Linked DNA regions of Mus musculus: region 2 is linked to region 1. A link is a contact called in public HiChIP or PLAC-seq data. All regions are on one chromosome and are shown on one strand. The core of a region is the stretch at or near the end of the contact, and the rest is flanking DNA. Distances in the headings are between cores, read along the strand shown.

The links. HiChIP or PLAC-seq counts read pairs in DNA pulled down with a chosen protein or histone mark.
Region 2: an H3K4me3 HiChIP or PLAC-seq map of bone marrow-derived macrophages shows a contact between it and region 1, with 3 times the contacts expected there. The contact joins two enhancer-like sites. A contact is called at or near these places in 1 of 484 Hi-C or Micro-C datasets (bone marrow-derived macrophages) and 1 of 115 datasets of contacts at active chromatin or transcription factors (bone marrow-derived macrophages).

The regions. Positions count from the first base shown.
Region 1 is chr2:122,407,001-122,412,361 of GRCm38.p6, forward strand. No RefSeq gene overlaps it. Among named protein-coding and RNA genes, the nearest start is that of Slc28a2, 17 kb to the right of the region's middle. Within about 2 kb of position 2,136, at least 39 of the 459 cell types and tissues checked have an H3K27ac peak or open chromatin away from gene starts, as enhancers often do. A contact at or near this core is called in bone marrow-derived macrophages, where this site is marked.
Region 2 is chr2:122,555,881-122,561,241 of GRCm38.p6, forward strand. No RefSeq gene overlaps it. Among named protein-coding and RNA genes, the nearest start is that of Gm34325, 11 kb to the right of the region's middle. Within about 2 kb of position 2,636, at least 2 of the 459 cell types and tissues checked have an H3K27ac peak or open chromatin away from gene starts, as enhancers often do. A contact at or near this core is called in bone marrow-derived macrophages, where this site is marked.

The DNA.
Region 1 (5,361 bases), core at 886-3,385:
CCTCCTCCTCCTCCTCCCCCTCCTCCTCCTTCTTCTTCTAAAGAACACAGAGAAGGTGGTGTAGAGAGTCTCTGTGGCTCAGCCTCCTGAGAGGTTGGACTGTCCCAGTCTGTACTGACTGGTTTTGTGTCAACTTGACACAAGCTGAAGTTATCACAGAGAAAGGAGCTTCAGGTGAGGAAATGTCTCCATGAGATCCAGCTGTAAGGCATTTTCTCTATTAGTGATCAAGGGGGAAGGGCCCATTGTGGGTGGTGCCATCCCTGGGTTAGTAGTCTTGGGTTCTATAAGAAAGCAAGCTGAGCAAGCCAGGGCAAGCAAGCCAGTAAGCCACCTCCCTCCATGGCCTCTGCATCAGCTCCTGCTTCCTGCCTTGCTTGAGTTCCAGTCCTGACTTCCTTGGTGATGAACAGCAGTATGGAAGTGTAAGCTGAATAAACCCTTTCCTCCCCAACTCGCTTCTTGGTCATGATGTTTTGTGCAGGAATAGAAACCCTGACTAAGACAGTGGGCAACTGTATGTTTTGAAACACTACATAATGCTTTTTTAAAAAAAGTGCCACTGAACTATGTTAGTCAGCTTCCACTGTAATGAATTCCTAAGGTAATCAACTTATTAAAATATCAGAGTTATTATGGCTTAGCTTTTGAAGCTTCAGATTATGAGAGGTTAGCCCCATTGGATTTTGCCTTATGTAACCATATACATCTCAGGCAAAAACATTCACTTTATAGCCAGAAACAAGTGGGAAGGGCTGGAGAGCAGAGTTTCACAATTTCCTTCAGGGCTCACCCTATGACCTAAAGGTCTCCTATCGGGCCCTGACCTTCAGTTTCTATCACCACTCTGCGATCTCATCATTGCAGACTTTCCCTCTCTTCTTTTCAGTCTAGTTTAGTCAGACCCCTCACAGGCCTGAACCTTTACTTCTCCTATCAGTGTCCTCACCTCTCTCCTCATCAACCCAACACTAATCATGAGAGCCAATCTGTTTCTTTTTCCTTTCTTTTTCTTTCCACTCGTATTCACAGTAACTAGTATATCATCACACGTGATATTATCAGTCTTCTTTTATTCCCTAAAATGATTGGTGTTTAAGGGCTAATTGATTTTTTAATTTGCTATCAATCCATTTTCACAGCTTTATCCCTGGAGAGTGAGTATTGTTTCAGAGTAGCATGCTCCTCTGAGGGAAGTATTAAGGATAGATGCTGGTGCTCCCAACAACCATCTACCAGAGGAATGACACCCCGGTCTTACTAAAACCTAGTTCTTCCAAGGCACTGCAAACACCTCCACTAAAAAAAGAAAGGTGAATTAAAAATTTAAAAGTTAAAAAAAAAACCCAAACCAATCAATTTGTAAATTCCAATTTAAAAACATAAGTAACCCGAGAAAACAAGAGGATGTATCTTCTCTGAAAGCTACACGATGCAGTAATGGCACCAATAACAGTGATTTAAATGAAAAACCAGACAAAGAACTGTAAAGAATGATTATAAATACATTCAAAGAAATAAAGGAAGGGACACAAGTAAGCTCCTCAATGAATTCCCAAGAGAACAAAAACAAGTGAATTAAATAAGGAAGTCAATACAGGATGTGAAAATGTAACAATAAAGAGATAGAAATACTAAATAGAAACTGAAGTGAAATATTCACTCCACCAGATAAAAAGATCGTGGGACAGCCTCAGAGGTAGAGTGAACCACAAGGAACACAGACTATCAGGCATTGAGGACAACACAGAGGAATTGGAGCACTTTGTCAGGGACAACGACAAATTAATAAAAAAATAATTACTAATCGAAGCTGTGAGATCTCTGGATACTATGAAAAAAAAAAACCTGTAGCTGTTATTTACAGGCATGGACAAAGGAGAAGGATTCCGTGACGAAGGCATTGGAAACATTTTCAGTAAAATCTTCTCTCAAAGTTACAAAATGCAGTAATGGCCCCAAGGAGAATGACTTAAATGAAATCCCAGACAAAGAATTCTAAGAACGATTATAAATATCCTCAAAGAAATAAAAGGAGGACACAAATAAGCTCCTGAATGAATTCCCAGGAGAATAAAACAGCTGCGTTAAATAAGGAAGTCAAAACGGGATGTGGAAATGAAACAGTAACGAAAAGCAATATTGAAGAGAAACTGAAACGAAACTCAGAAATATCAGAAAACTTCTAAAGTCTAGGGAAAGAGATGTGCATCAAGGCACAGCAAGTGTACAGAACAGCAAACAGGCAGGACCACTAAAGAAGTTCCCAGGTCGTCTTCATAGTTAAAACACTAAAGGCACAAATGAAGAAAGCACGTTGAAAAGTACAAGAGAGAGGCCAAGTCATATATAAAGGTAGGTCCACAAGATAACAGCTGATCTCCCCATCAAGTTATCTCATAACCGAAGGAGAAAGAAAACCGTTCCACGACAAAAGGAAGCTAAGGAAATCGATAACCACTAAACCAAGGTCTACAGAAGGCACTGAAAGGACTTTTTCTTCAGACTGAAGAGAAAAGTAACCACACTCAAAGGCTTGGAGAAAGAGAAAAGGATGCTGTTATCGTAGTTAAGCAAAGGAGGACCAAGTCAATTCCAAACACTGCAAGCTCAACAAAGCGGCCCCCTCTGCGCCCCTTAACTACTTTATTAAGTATCCCAACATCTCTTACTCTGTTTCTCAACAATGTCCTTCATTCTTCAGCTTGTCCCCTTTCAGCCAAGTGTTACCAGCTTTCTTTTCTTTTTCTTTTTTTTTTAGTATTTTTTAATATATATTTTTATTAGGTATTTTCCTCATTTACATTTCCAATGCTATCCCAAAAGTCCCCCATACCCTCCCCCCCCCAATCCCCTAACCACCCATTCCCACTTTTTGGCCCTGGCATTCCCCTGTACTGGGGCATATAAAGTTTGCCTGTCCAATGGGCCTCTCTTTCCAGTGATGGCCGACTAGGCCATCTTTTGATACATAGGCAGCTAGAGTCAAGAGCTCCGGGGTACTGGTTAGTCCATAATGTTGTTCCACCTATAGGGGTGCAGATCCCTTTAGCTCCTTGGGTACTTTCTTTAGATCCTCCATTGGGGGTCCTGTGATCCATCCAATAGCTGACTGTGAGCATCCACTTCTGTGTTTGCTAGGCCCCGGCATAGTCTCACAAGAGACAGCTCTATCTGGGTCCTTTCAGCAAAATCTTGCTAGTGTGTGCAATGGTGTCAGCGTTTGGAAGCTGATTATGGGATGAGTCCCGGACATGGCAGTCTCTAAATGGTCCATCCTTTCATCACAGCTCCAAACATTGTCTCTGTAACTCCTTCCATGGGTGTTCTGTTCCCAATTCTAAGAAGGGGCAAAGTGTCCACACTTTGGTCTTCGTTCTTCTTCAGTTTCATGCGTTTAGCAAATTGTATCTTATATCTTGGGTATCCTAAGTTTCTGGGCTAATATCCACTTATCAGTGAGTACATATTGTGTGAGTTCCTTTGTGAATGTGTTACCTCACTCAGGATGATGCCCTCCAGGTCCATCCATTTGCCTAGGAATTTCATAAATTCATTCTTTTTAATAGCTGAGTAGTACTCCATTGTGTAAATGTACCACATTTTCTGTATCCATTCCTCTGTTGAGGGGCATCTGGGTTTCCAGGTTCTAGCTATTATAAATAAGGCTGCTATGAACATAGTGGAGCATGTGTCCTTCTTACCGGTTGGCACATCTTCTGGATATATGCCCAGGAGAGGTATTGCGGGATCCTCTGGTATTACTATGTCCAATTTTCTGAGGAACCGCCAGACTGATTTCCAGAGTGGTTGTACAAGCTTGCAATCCCACCAACAATGGAGGAGTGTTCCTCTTTCTCCACATCCTCGCCAGCATCTGCTGTCACCTGAATTTTTGATCTTAGCCATTCTGACTGGTGTGAGGTGGAATCTCAGGGTTGTTTTGATTTGCATTTCCCTGATGATTAAGGATGTTGAACATTTTTTCAGGTGATTCTCTGCCATTCAGTATCCCTCAGGTGAGAATTCTTTGTTCAGCTCTGAGCCCCATTTTTTAATGGGGTTATTTGATTTTCTGGAGCCCACCTTCTTGAGTTCTTTATATATATTGGATATTAGTCCTCTATCTGATTTAGGAAGGTAAAGATCTTTTCCCAATCTGTTGGTGGTCTTTTTTGTCTTGTTGACTGTGTCTTTTGCCTTGCAGAAGCTTTGCAACTTTATGAGGTCCCATTTATCGATTCTCGATCTTACTACACAAGCCATTGCTGTTCTATTCAGGAACTTTTCCCCTGTACCCATATCTTCGAGGCTTTTCCCTACTTTCTCCTCTATAAGTTTTAGTGTCTCTGGTTTTATGTGGAGTTCCTTAATCCACTTAGATTTGACCTTAGTACAAGGAGATAGGAATGGATCAATTCGTATTCTTCTACATGATAACTGCCAGTTGTGCCAGCACCATTCGTTGAAAATGCTGTCTTTTTTCCACTGGATGGTTTTAGCTCCCTTGTCAAAGATCAAATGACCATAGGTGTGGGGGTTCATCTCTGGGTCTTCAATTCTGTTACATTGGTCTACTTGTCTGTCGCTATACCAGTACTATGCAGTTTTTATCACAATTGCTTTGTAGTACAGCTTTAGGTCAGGCATGGTGATTCCACCAGAGGTTCTTTTATCCTTGAGAAGAGTTTTTGCTATCCTAGGGTTTTTGTTATTCTAGATGAATTTGCAGATTGCTCTTTCTAATTCGTTGAAGAATTAAGTTGGAATTTTGATGGGGATTGCATTGAATATGTAGATTGCTTTTTGCAAGATAGCCATTTTTACAATGTTGATCCTGCCAATCCATGAGCATGGGAGATCTTTCCATCTTCTGAGATCTTCTTTAATTTCTTTCTTCAGAGACTTGAAGTTCTTATCATACAGATCTTTCATTTCCTTAGTTAGAGTCATGCCAAGATATTTTATATTATTTGTGACTATTGAGAAGGGTGGTGTTTCCCTAATTTCTTTCTCAGCCTCTTTATCCTTTGTGTACAGAAAGGCCGTTGACTTGTTCGAGTTAATTTTATATCTAGCTACTTCATTGAAGCTGTTTATCAGGCTTAGGAGTTCTCTGGTGGAATTTTTAGGGTCACTTATATATACTATCATATCATCTGCAAAAAGTGATATTTTGACTTCTTCCTTTCCAATTTGTATCCCCTTTATCTCCTTTTGTTGTCAAATTGCTCTGTCTAGGACTTCAAGTACAATGATGAATAGGTAGGGAGAGAGTGGACAGCCTTGTCTAGTCCCTGATTTTAGTGGGATTGCTTCCAGCTTCTCACCATTTACTTTGATGTTGGCTACTGGATTGCT
Region 2 (5,361 bases), core at 1,386-3,885, 150 kb after region 1:
TTTCTAGCTGGTAGTGATATTTCAGAAGGTTGTGGAACCTTCTGGACATGGGGTCTAGATGGCCCAGGAGAGGATCAGATCTGGCTCCAGTTTCAGCCTGAGCTCGCTGGCCAATCACTAAGTTATGAGCAAGTTGCCTTCTCTCCCGCTGCAGTGGACAGGGCTGTCCTCACTGCTGTGATCACTGCTGTACTTTTCTCATCCTGAGACTGGTTAAAACAAGTGGCCCTTCCCCTAAGTCACTTCTGTCTGGTATTTTGTCCTACCACTAAAAATATATTCTTTTTTTTCCTTTCATAAATTTTTATTATTTAAATGTATTTTATATACCAAACATTAATAATATTATTTTGAGAATCAAATAATGCATAAACATTTGTTCAACTTTTATATTCATATCTTTTCATATCCTAAAAATATCATTAATGAATATTGAATACTATCCATAACTGAGGATCCTATACCTAATGTTGAATATTAAATTGTTTCAAAACATACAAAATATTCTTTGGGAATTAAGCATAGTAAAAAATGAATGGCCCTTCCCTTAAGTTGCTTCTGTCTGGTATTTTGTCCTACCACTAAAAAAAAAATATTCTTGATGAAGCAAAATGAAACTAAATTTAATGTATAAACTCCTAGAACAAAAACAAATGGAAGTGGAAATATCCTAATATTCAAATAAGTTTTGTGCTCTAGATAATAGCATTATACTGCGGTTGACCTCTTGTTCTTGATGGTGATACTTATATAAGATGCTAGCATTAGACAAAGCTATGAGGAAATGATAAGTTGTTTCTGTAACATTTCCTTAAGCCTGAAATTAGTTAAAAATAAATTGGCTTTGGATTGTTTGAAACAAGGTTTCCTGTGTAGCTCATGCTGGCCTGAAGCACAAGATCTTCCTTTATATGTATGCACCACCATATCTCGCTTCAAAGATCAATCTTAGAGCCACAAGAACTAAAACAATTAACATTATGTGTACCATTATCGGTGCATAGAAAGTACAGCACTACCTAGAAGGAATTTGTGTGTGTGTGTGTGTGTGTGTGTGTGTGTGTGTGTGTGTGCATGGATGTACAATTATGCATGCCTAGATATGTGCAGAGGCAAAAGGAGCTCAGGTGTCCCGCTCAATCTCTCTGCCTCATTTCCTCTAGAAAGGACCTCTCACTGAACCTAGTGTTCCCATTTTCCCCTGGATTCTGGCTGGCTAGTGAAGAAACTAGATTGTTTATGCTCATAATCACACCCATCTTTTACATGGGTCCTAGGGATCTGAACTTAGGTCCTCATGTTTGAACACCAAACACTATCCACTGAGACATCTCCCTACCCAGGGAGATCTTGAGAATCATAATCAGAAGGGTCTGGAGAGTTGGTTTAATGTTTAAGAACACTTGTTACCTTTCCAGAGGACTCAGGTATGATTCCCAGCACCCACATGTTACATGAAGGAGGGCTGAGGGGAGACAATCTTCTCTGTACCTCCAGTCCTAGGGGATCGTAAGCACAGACATGCTGTGGTGCACAGACATATATGCAGGCAAAATATTCATACACATAAAATACTTTTTAAAAAAATTATTTTTACCTCTAGTGCAAATATTGCATGTATAAGATAAAACAGATGAATAAAGTAACATCTCTAATACCAGAAGAGGGTCTTGGTGTTGGACTCTCACTCTATCAATAAATCAATTCAAACAGAAGTAAAATGGGGGGGGGGGTGATACTGCACTAGACTGAGAGATGCACAAAACTTCCAAGACTTAAAAGAATCTCAAGAGATGTAACTAAGTTAAATGAGTAACTTTTTGTTATTAATTTTGACTCTACAGGATAATTACAGTTTTTTCTTAGGTAATAGAAGAAATTAGCATTTTGGATATTGAATGACATTAAGGAATTAAGGACAAGATATGGCATTGTGATTATGCAAAAAAACCTATTTGCATAGTTCTCTTTTTCTTGTTTTGAGATGAGGTCTCATTGTGAAAGTTGACGTTGATCTAGTGGTCCTTCGGCATTGGCTTCCCAAGTGCTTGGAGTACAGCTGAGTGCCATCACACTCTGCTTATTCACATATTTCTTTTGAGATGCACATTGAATTATTTAGAGGTGACATATGTGACATGATCTCTGAGTTTGATTTAAAATTCTCTAGCCATATGACATGAAAGAGTAGACAGGATAAAACTAATGCACAGAGAGAAACTGGGAGCTGGGCACCTGGACTCCCCCCTTTTGCATTTGCCTGGAAAGTTTTATAATAAAAAAAATCTTAAATGGTTTGAAAAAGAATTATACTATGGTAAAATGAAGAAAACCATTAGGGGTAACAGAATACAGGAACAGCAGAGGAATAGGGCAGCTACTGTCCCTTGGGCTGAGAAAGGATTTCGAAAGAAGTAACCAATTTGGAAGTGCATCCATCTCTCTTACTGATAGCTAGGTTTTCTAGCAGAATAGAGGACTGGCCTACACCATTGACTGATGAAGTTTGTCCCCTTGCTCTGCCTGCAGGGCTATCAAGTGGGAAATTGAAGGCTGGAGTTCTGGGAAGCAGCTCATTGGGTTCTGAAAGAACTAACAGGAGAGGCTCAGTGGGGTGCCGCTGAGACTTCTTGGTAGGCAGCACCCCCTAGTGTGCCAGTACTGAAGGGAGGAGAGGGAGGGAGGGACAGAAGCCTTCAAGCTTACTTGTTAAGAGTTTATCTCTTCAGTGAAGCGTCTCCTAGACAGACTCTTCCTTTTCTTCCCATAAACTTCCCAGGATGTAACACCTCAATATCATGGTCAGTTATTCATCTACTCCTTCCTTGCTTAAAGTGCATTTTAAATAACAGAACTAGACGTTGCAGGTATCCTAGTTAGATGTGATTGAATGAACATCTTTTTGTTTCTGCTGCCTGTCCCACACCCTCTAAAATGACAATTATGTCAAACTGTACAAACACACAAGGACAAAGACACTGGGCAAAATGAAAACAGCGACCACCTTCTGAAAGCCATGGAGCAGATGCAAGAGTGGAATCTGACTTAGTGGAGTGGTGTGGGGCATTGGGCTCTGCACAGACAGGCTGGCCTCCAGTTGAGCTGAGGTCTGAACCCCGGAAATAGTGATAATTCACCTATGTGACACAGTAGGCGTTCCCTTATGCTCCTGGAACTCTGGCCCCTGCCTAAGTTGCCTCCCCCCAACCCCCAAACACACAAGAGAAGTATGGCTAGAAGTCACGTAGGCAATGGCTCAAGCTTCTGACCTTCAGGCTAAACTCCTCCCCAGTTACCTAGCAACAGTGAAGACCATAAAAAGGGCTGCTCAGCCCCACCTTGCTCTCTTACTTGTCTCTCACCCCTTTGTTTTCTTACCTCTCACTTCTCTCACTCCTCTCTCCTCTTTCCTCTCTCTTTGTCTTCTCCTCTCCTCTCCTCTCCTCTCCTCTCCTCTCCTCTCCTCTCCTCTCCTCTCCTCTCCTCTCCTCTCCTCTCCTCTCCTCTGCTCCCCCCTCTCTCTTCCTCTCTAGCCCCCTCCCTTCTCTTTTTTCCCCTGAATTTCTATAATAAAGCTCTAAAACCATAGAGAGTCTCTTCTCATCAAGATCCACTGTGCGCACACTCGCAGATGTTGGGAACCTCTTCCCTCATACCTCTCTCCTATAACTTTGGGACTTTAGCAAGGTAGCTCTGGGAATCCCAGGTAGGGCTGTCCCTTAGCCACCCCCCGAAGAATGGGCTAGAGGATGCCCACCCAGGAATGAGCAGAAGATGTATGGCAGTCCTCCCATGCCTGACTGACCAGAGAATAGGTGGAACTCTGGAGGGGCGTGGGTCTTTCTCCCTTCCCCCACTTCCCCAGGGCCCCCTTTTTAGTTCCCAACAGAATGGTAACCAGTAAACCATCAGTGAGGGAAGCGCAAGTGATGGGGCACTAGAAACCTCTGAATGGATAAAAGTGTCTGAGATAAAAATACAAGTCACAGTGGTGGGCAGGGTTGCTGTATTCACAGTGAAAATTCTGTGAAAGTCAATATGAAACATAGATGTCTTCTCTCCTTTCTCCAATTTGTTGTGGTAAATATTTAATATTAATTGAGAGTTTCTACCCATTAGTTCCCAGATAAAAGACACAAAACCTTTTTTACTTATGATAAGCCTTTAAAGCACTAGAGCTAGAACTAGAGGGCAGATATCTACCCTCTTAGCTATTAGCATCTACTCTCCTCTCAATAACCCCAAGTTATTTAATTTGCCATGTTCCAATTATTAACTTCAATTGGGTAGCCCTCATGGCCATGTTTTCATGACTCACCTACTCCATCTTCTCTCCACTCTCTTGCGGTCTCCTGCATTGGACTCCAAGCCCAGGAACCAAACCCTGCCCGTCTTCTGTCCAGTTATAGACTGTAGGCATCTTTATTCACCAATAAGTGATAACTTGGGGGAAGGGCAAGGTTACATAGCATCACTTGGTCTGCATGAGAATCTCCTCATCCTCAAGGCAGCCAGGACCAGTGTTTAGCCATGGCCAGCCTCTCTTTTTCTACCTTTTCTCCTTCCCCCTGCCTTTCTACAATAAAGCTCTAAAACCATAGACTGTCTCTGCTCATCAAGGCCCGTCATGCTTGAACGATGGGATAGGCTTTCCCCTAAGGAGCCCCATCTAACCTCCCGCTGGAAGGCCTTCCTGTGCTCCAGCCAGGAACTGGACCAAGGACTCTTGCCAGTGTGAGAACCATCCAGTGCTGCCCTCTCCCCCTGTTCTCTCCTCCTTTCTGCCCAGGAGCTGACCGAGCCGCCCCCAGGTACTCAATTTGTTCTTGGCTATTCCGTGATATCCAGCATGGGATGCTGGAGGCTGAGAACCTGGTACCTAGGGCTGCCCCCTTGTCCACCCCCAAGGGCTGGGTCCATAGTTTCCCACATGGCAGCACACGGGTTATCTCCCACTTCCTCTTTCCCCCACACCCACTGCCCCGCAGGCAGCCAGACTCACCTCTTCAGACATTCCCCACTGGAAAACTCATTAGCCTGAACTGGAGAAGCCTCCAAGTTTAAGGAACTCTTCAGACTTAGGCGGCCTCAGCCTCCCTCCTATCCTGTACCATCCCTGTTGTGGGTCTCAGAGTTTTTCCACAGTTTTATTTTATTGTGTTAAGATCACTCAAGGTGAAATGTCCACACAAAGTTCAAAACCTTTTATGGTGAGACAGTTTCATATGTGAACATGATGAATTTTAGTTATTACCACCAGCTATCCTTTCTTTCATCCGTCTGTCTGTTTGTCTGTCTGTCCGTCTGCCTCTCTTTTTCACTGGACCCTTTCTTCTTAGAAAGTCTCCATCTTGATTTTGT